2 separate regions of the Anas platyrhynchos genome follow, and region 1 is linked to region 2. Evidence: chromatin contacts called from public Hi-C data. All regions are on one chromosome and are shown on one strand. Each heading gives the region's core, a stretch centred on a gene start, on an enhancer-like site or on the middle of the called end of the contact. The rest is flanking DNA. Distances are from core to core; before and after follow the strand shown. Region 1 has its middle 20 kb from the start of SFTPA. Region 2 holds the start of DYDC1 (DPY30 domain containing 1).

Region 1 (3,048 bases), core at 148-2,647, 93 kb after region 2:
GAGACAAACATTTTTTTACCAATGCTTCTGATGTTCTTTAAAATTAAAGCTAGAAACAAAAATAACCATCAAACTGACTTTCACTATAAATTGAGGATGGTATACTTATATAACTATTATTATATAACTTTAGTTATTTTCCATAATATCACAGTTGTACTTTGTACACAGTTAACACCAGTTATAAACAGACTACTCACTGCAGTAGTAGACAGAACCCAACAGAAGTCAAACAAAAGAAATATCTGGAAATAGCAAATCCATGCTTTAGGAAAACTGGGTTTTCACAAGACCTGGATCACGAGTCCTGTTTTAATATTTTTTGTTCCTGGTTCATACATTATTACGGTTCTTGAATCAGGACCTTAAGAGCTCATGCTCTAAGGCAAATCACAAGCATGACAAAATAGCTTGCCAGATTTCATTGCAAAAACCAGAGATCAATTCAAATTCCTGCATAGGAACCGAGCTGCAATTAGGAGATCTTCTGTACCCTTCTGCTTTATTGCATACATTCCTGGTATCTCACAAACTAAAGCTGAGAGCCTGTAATGAAATTCAGGGTTTAAAGCAATAGAGCAGAAAGAGGAGACACAGGAACAGCTTCAGCAAGTCTGTAAAACCACATATTTGTCCTGAAAATTTAACTAATCTCAGGAGAAATAGAAATCTGTAGCTCACACACCTGCCAGGTTTTCATGAAAAAACAGTGGAAAGTGAAGCTTTTGATTGTTTAGTAGATAAAACAGGGATTGCAATACCTCTTTTGAAATGCAGTTGCTGTCTGTAACAGGCCAGTTATTTTAACTTACTCTCTCAAACATGTTTCCAGGATTAGCATGAGGTCTGTCCACCACCTTATAGCAACTATACAAAGCCTGTGACATATGCATAGTTACATTTTCCCTGATACTGTGAGAATGGAAACAGTGCAATGCTCCTGTGGGCAAGGAAGCCTCTGCTCTCCTCCTGTTTTAGACACCCTTTTCTAGGGCATTGATATACAAGCACAGGAGAAAAGGGAGATGGCTAAAGGGATTACTGCTACCAGCTGTTCAGCCTCTCCACGTCCTACAGCTTCTTGCCCCAGTTTCAGGTTACCATCAGGCTTTTCACACAACTATGGCTTCAAAGTTGTGCTTTCTGCAGGGAGGACACCCCCCTTGGAAGGATGATCAGAGCTACATGACTTTACTCTGCTGATGTTTGTGCTGTGCTACATTGCAGACTGTGCCATTTCCTTCTAAATTAACCTAGGAACAGTAATGGACTCTGTGCCTTTCCTACTGTGGTATTTGTACCAGTAATTATAATGCAAGGATGAGACATTCTTTAAAAATTTTCACACAGTATCTCCTGGGAAATTACTTACAGCCAGGCTTACACAGACAGCATCCCAACCCTTGTCTACTCATAGAAAACTATCTAGAACTGAGGCAGTGAGAGAGAGATAACACACCACTTAAAGCACAAATGACCAGAGAACATTAGCCGGTCCTGCAGTTCATGTAACAAAGCCCCTGAGCTGTATGTTGGCAATGAGATCCTTGAAGTTTGGCAGGTTAGTTCAGGATGGATGTAAAGTATGCAGTGAGAAAGCGTTTAAGTAATGACCATCTCCCATGAGTGACACAAGAGAAAATTGAAATATTTGTTTTACCCTACTGTTTTCAGTTCCTTCTCCAGCACAAGCATGCCCATCATATCGCAAAGCCACAAAGAAAACAAAAGAATGATCGTATCTTACCATTTTTGTATCTATTTAATTCATCTTCCAGAACCTTGAGTTTTGTTTCCAAAGCAGTCACTTGTCTCTGCAGGCCATCACTTGCTACAACTAGAAGTTTAAGGTATTATTTAGTAATTCATATTACAACGACTACACAACTACTGTCTTTGGTGTAATGTGATGCCATGTGAGAGAACTGTTTGTTTTCCAGAGCAGAAACCACAGGCCACATTGCAGACTTGTTCCCTGGGAAACTGTGCCACTGGGAGAGCCGCATCCCTTAGTGGGATGGATGCTTGGGTGAACTTTGAATTTTCAGGGCTGACAAGGTCATCCCCTATGCAGCTGGGAAAGCCCAGTTCTCAAAGGCAAAACACACATGTAAGCATTTTAAATGAGTTAAAGTTAAAATAGAAAACATACGATCAGTCAAAGAATGAAAGGTAAACTGCTGTTTATAACATGAGTCAGAGGGTTTGTTATTTCATTCACAGACAATAAAGTAATGACTCATTCCAGGCACAAAAAAGTTATATTGGGCAACTCATCTCCTAAGTAACAGACAGTTCATCTTTCTGCTCCTCACACTTGTGTGAATCACACCTTCCCTCAAATGATGTTATAAGAATATCAGACATTAACACAAATATTTCAGGGAAAATATAATAACAGATTGAAAACTAGATTATAGAAACATGAGAAATTTATTTCTTACTTCCTTGTTCTCCTTTTTGTCCTTTCTCTCCTCGTGGTCCTACAACTCCTTTCATTCCAGGAGGTCCTGCTTTCCCAGGAAAACCCTGCAGACCTCTCAATCCTTCTCCTAGAGTTTGATTTAAAAGAAAATGGCTTTATTGTTTTCTGAGACAATTCTCCCACCATGTTTTCTTACTGCTTGGAGGGAATGACAAACACAGGAATTGTTTAACAACAGGCAATGGTGTGCAGAAGGCACAAAGAGACAGAAGACACTCCTAGAAGATAGGTTGCAAGGTCCAGCTGGGAATAGGGGATAAAATGGTATTTGTTTTGGAACAACCAGTTACCATTGATAAATAAGCAGGAAACAGATGATGTGGACAGAGCCATCCATCAGTCTTCCTCTTCAAGGAAGCTTTTGAAAAGCAAAGTAAAGCCCCTACATTCTCACCTAGGAGCCATAGAAATAATGCAGAGCATAAGATGACTTCTTGGTCACCCATGATTTCTTAATACTCACTTGTTATTTTAGATTTTTATGAAGCCCCGTAAGATGCATATGCACTTTATTCCTGATGACCTTGTTCTGAGAAATAATCAACTTCTGAGTTTTGTATACA
Region 2 (3,128 bases), core at 111-2,610:
TTACTAGCTTTCTTGGTACTTACTTTCTTATAAGACCTAAGGAAACTTTAAAGAGGAATCCATCTTGTCCAATTACTCCCATGCCACTTGCTTTTCCGCTGCTGTCTATACAGACCATCTCTGGTTCCATGTCTTTATTTGCTACAAGGAATTTACCATAAATAAGGTCTCCCACCTAAACCAAACAGGGTCAGAAAGCAAAAAGTATTAGACATGATCATACTGTACATTCATAAAAAATATTAAATTTATAAAGCTCGTCCAGGGTAACACAAAATAGTTGGTGGGAGAAAAATGAATGAGTAGTTTTTGTTCTCTCCTACTAAAGACAACTTACCACATAAGAATAATATTGTATCACTACTAGAATCTAAAAGATATTTAAAAAACACATTTTATTTTACGGACGTATTCTTCTTTTTCTGTTTTGAAATACCTTCTCCAGACTTTAAGGAAGGTAAAAAGCAAGTCTAAGCAGCCTACTCTTGTAACTGCTTATAAGGACCACAAGAAAGCCACACCAGCTTATTTTGTTGTCCTTTAGAGTCTATTTTACGTTCTGGCGATGGTATTTCAGCTGAATGCAGAAGCAGTGACACGCACGTGCCGCGTTTCCAGCGGTGTTACGAAACAAACCCGGTTTTCTCCCAGCTTTAAGAGCTCGTTTCACAACCTCAGAGTGCCCCCTGCGGGCGAGCATTACCGCCTGACCAGCACCCACGGCTGGCAGCATCATGGACGAGGAAACACGGCGCCGGTTTTGCCTTGCGGCCCGGCTGAGCCGAGCACCCCCGGGTGAGGAGAATCCCGCTACCTGCACGTTGGGCCGGTTCCTTTTGGTCGCTCCCTCGAAGGCCAGGTAGGACAGCGAGGCCTGCTCGCTCCCGCCGACGTCCAGCCTGAAGACGTCCCCCGCCCTGGCGGTGACGATGCCGATCACCTGGTCGCCCTTCACCGGCACGTACTGCGGGCAGCCACACGCGGCTCAGCCGGGGCCCCTCGGGAGGGGCCGGCCGAGCCCTCCCCGCCGCCCCCCGTGCCCTACCCGCTTCTGCTGCGAGTCCACCCAGTAGGCGCCTCCCGCCGCCGCCCCGCCGCCGCCGCCGCCCGGCTGGCGGTGCCGCAGCAGCCCGCACTTGGTCACCAGCAGCCCGGCCGCGCAGCGCCGCAGACCGGGCCCGCACAGCAGCCGGCCCCGCGGGGCCGCCTCGGGGCCCAGCGGCAGCCGCTCGGCGTCGTGCTCGGGGCGGGCGGGCAGCAGCAGCACGTCGCCCGGCAGCACCACCTGCCCCACCGCGGCCTCCGCCGCCATCTTGCTGCTGCCCGCCGCCATCTTACCGCCCTCCGCCATGGCCGCCGGGCCCCGCCTCCAGTCACCGGCCACGTGGGGGGCGCCGTTGCTTAGCGACGCGGCAGCGCGCGCGGCGCCCGGGCCGTTACGACCGTTAGGGTCTGAGGGGGGCGGGCGGGGGCAGCCAGCGCCGGTGCGCAGCGCCAGGTGCCTGGTGCCGCAGGGGCAGTCCCGGGATGGAACTCGGGGAGGGGGGGGGGGAAGGCCCCGGGCTGCGCTTACATGGAGCCGGGGGCAGCGGCTGTGGGTGGGGGCCGCAGGTGAGGGCGCTCAGGGCAGCTGAGGTGCACCTGGGGGCCTGTCTGGGCGCCCACCCTGACAGCCCGCCGCTGGCGGTGACTGCCCAGCCGCCGCCTCCCGGCCGACCGGTACCGCCTTATTTCCGAGCAGTTTCTTAATGCTACGTGCCCAAACAATGAGCGGGGACACGCACAACTAAGCACATTTCTCTAAAGTGCTTAGTGTAATTGATCTATCATTCGAACGGTTAACAACTAAAGCAGTGTTAAATCTGAATAGCTTTCCTCTATTAACTGCCCGATTAAATTAGCTATAATAAAATACGAAGAGTAATGCCGTATCCACTGTTTGGGACCTGAGTAAATACTTCTTAAAAATCCTAATTTAATTCTGGCATTGATGACTAATGTATGTCTGTTTGTTGTTAGTAGATCTGAATGGAGTCTCAATATCTGAAGAGATGCCTGGGAAGTTGCCTGACAAAGGGACTGGCAGAGGTTGTAGAGCATCGCCCAGCAGACCCGATAGAGTACCTGGCACATTGGATTTATAATTACAAGAGAATCTTAGATGAAGAAAAAAAGGTGGATATATAGTGGATAAAAAGTAAATGAAATGAAGAATATCAGATTGTGTCTGGAGATAACTCACAGAAAATTTAAGAAATTTTGTAATATAAGTTATGGGAAAGATGTTGAACAAATATTTCATGGCAGTGTAATTGATGGCTATTTAATCTCTATGTTTTTTTAACTGATTCCGTGTTACCTTTGAAATAGAGAATGCAGGAGAGGATTGAGCTGGAAAAAGAACGGGAGGCAGCCCAGGAAGAACTTGAAATGTTAAGAAAAATGAAGGAGGAAGAGCTAATGATTCAGCAGAAACTCGAAGAACAACGTCAGGTTAATAATATTAATAATAGATAATTATAAAAGCATATGATGGTGTAGAAACTTGTCGTATTCAGTATGCCTTTATTCTCTGTATACGGATTTTGAGAAAAAGGTAACGTAAAACAAGTATTTAAACCTCACTTTTCTAAGTAATAAATGAAACAACCTGTCAGCAAGTGGGAAGAAAAACTTACCTACCATGTGGTAAGATGTTACCAAAAAAATGAAGGAACGTAAAGAGGAAATGCCTTAAAACTTACATGACAAGTGACTTAAAATAAGTAGACTGTCTTATGTAGTTCGTTACAAACAAGAGGTGGTGTAAATAAAGCTAGAATTAAGTACAAAAACTTTTGACAAGCTTGCAAGGAGGCCTAGGAGTAATAAGCACTCAAAGATATTTCAATGTAAGGCAAAAAAAGGTAATGAGAATGTATACACAATTATTGATTCCTGAAAATAGTTGGGAATCAATTAATTAATATTGGATATTTAAGCAGCAGAGGGCCCCGATTCTGTCCTTAGCTATTTGAGCATTCTGCTGACATAGTAGTTTAAATGCTATACTATGTGATACTATGTGGACATGAAATATGAGAACTAAAGATGACATCTGTGTTTGAAGTTGTCCTTCGTGGATGAGG

Evidence for each region. Hi-C and Micro-C count contacts between places; a contact is called where the count stands out from the background.
Region 1: a Hi-C map of skeletal muscle shows a contact between it and region 2, with 2.9 times the contacts expected there. The contact joins the enhancer-like site here to the promoter of DYDC1 in region 2. A contact is called at or near these places in 2 of 8 Hi-C or Micro-C datasets (liver and skeletal muscle).

Annotation. Positions count from the first base shown.
Region 1 is chr6:14,911,539-14,914,586 of IASCAAS_PekinDuck_T2T, forward strand. It overlaps a transcript of MBL not described here. Among named protein-coding and RNA genes, the nearest start is that of SFTPA, 20 kb to the left of the region's middle. Within about 2 kb of position 1,398, at least 1 of the 8 cell types and tissues checked has an H3K27ac peak or open chromatin away from gene starts, as enhancers often do.
Region 2 is chr6:14,818,798-14,821,925 of IASCAAS_PekinDuck_T2T, forward strand. DYDC1 (DPY30 domain containing 1) reads left to right here and starts at 1,361. Exons shown (of 7, transcript XM_038180833.2): 1 at 1,361-1,498; 2 at 2,023-2,175; 3 at 2,371-2,493. The coding sequence starts at 2,029. EXOSC3 (exosome component 3) reads right to left here and starts at 1,351. Exons shown (of 4, transcript XM_027460030.3): 1 at 1,046-1,351; 2 at 815-964; 3 at 24-175. The coding sequence starts at 1,351.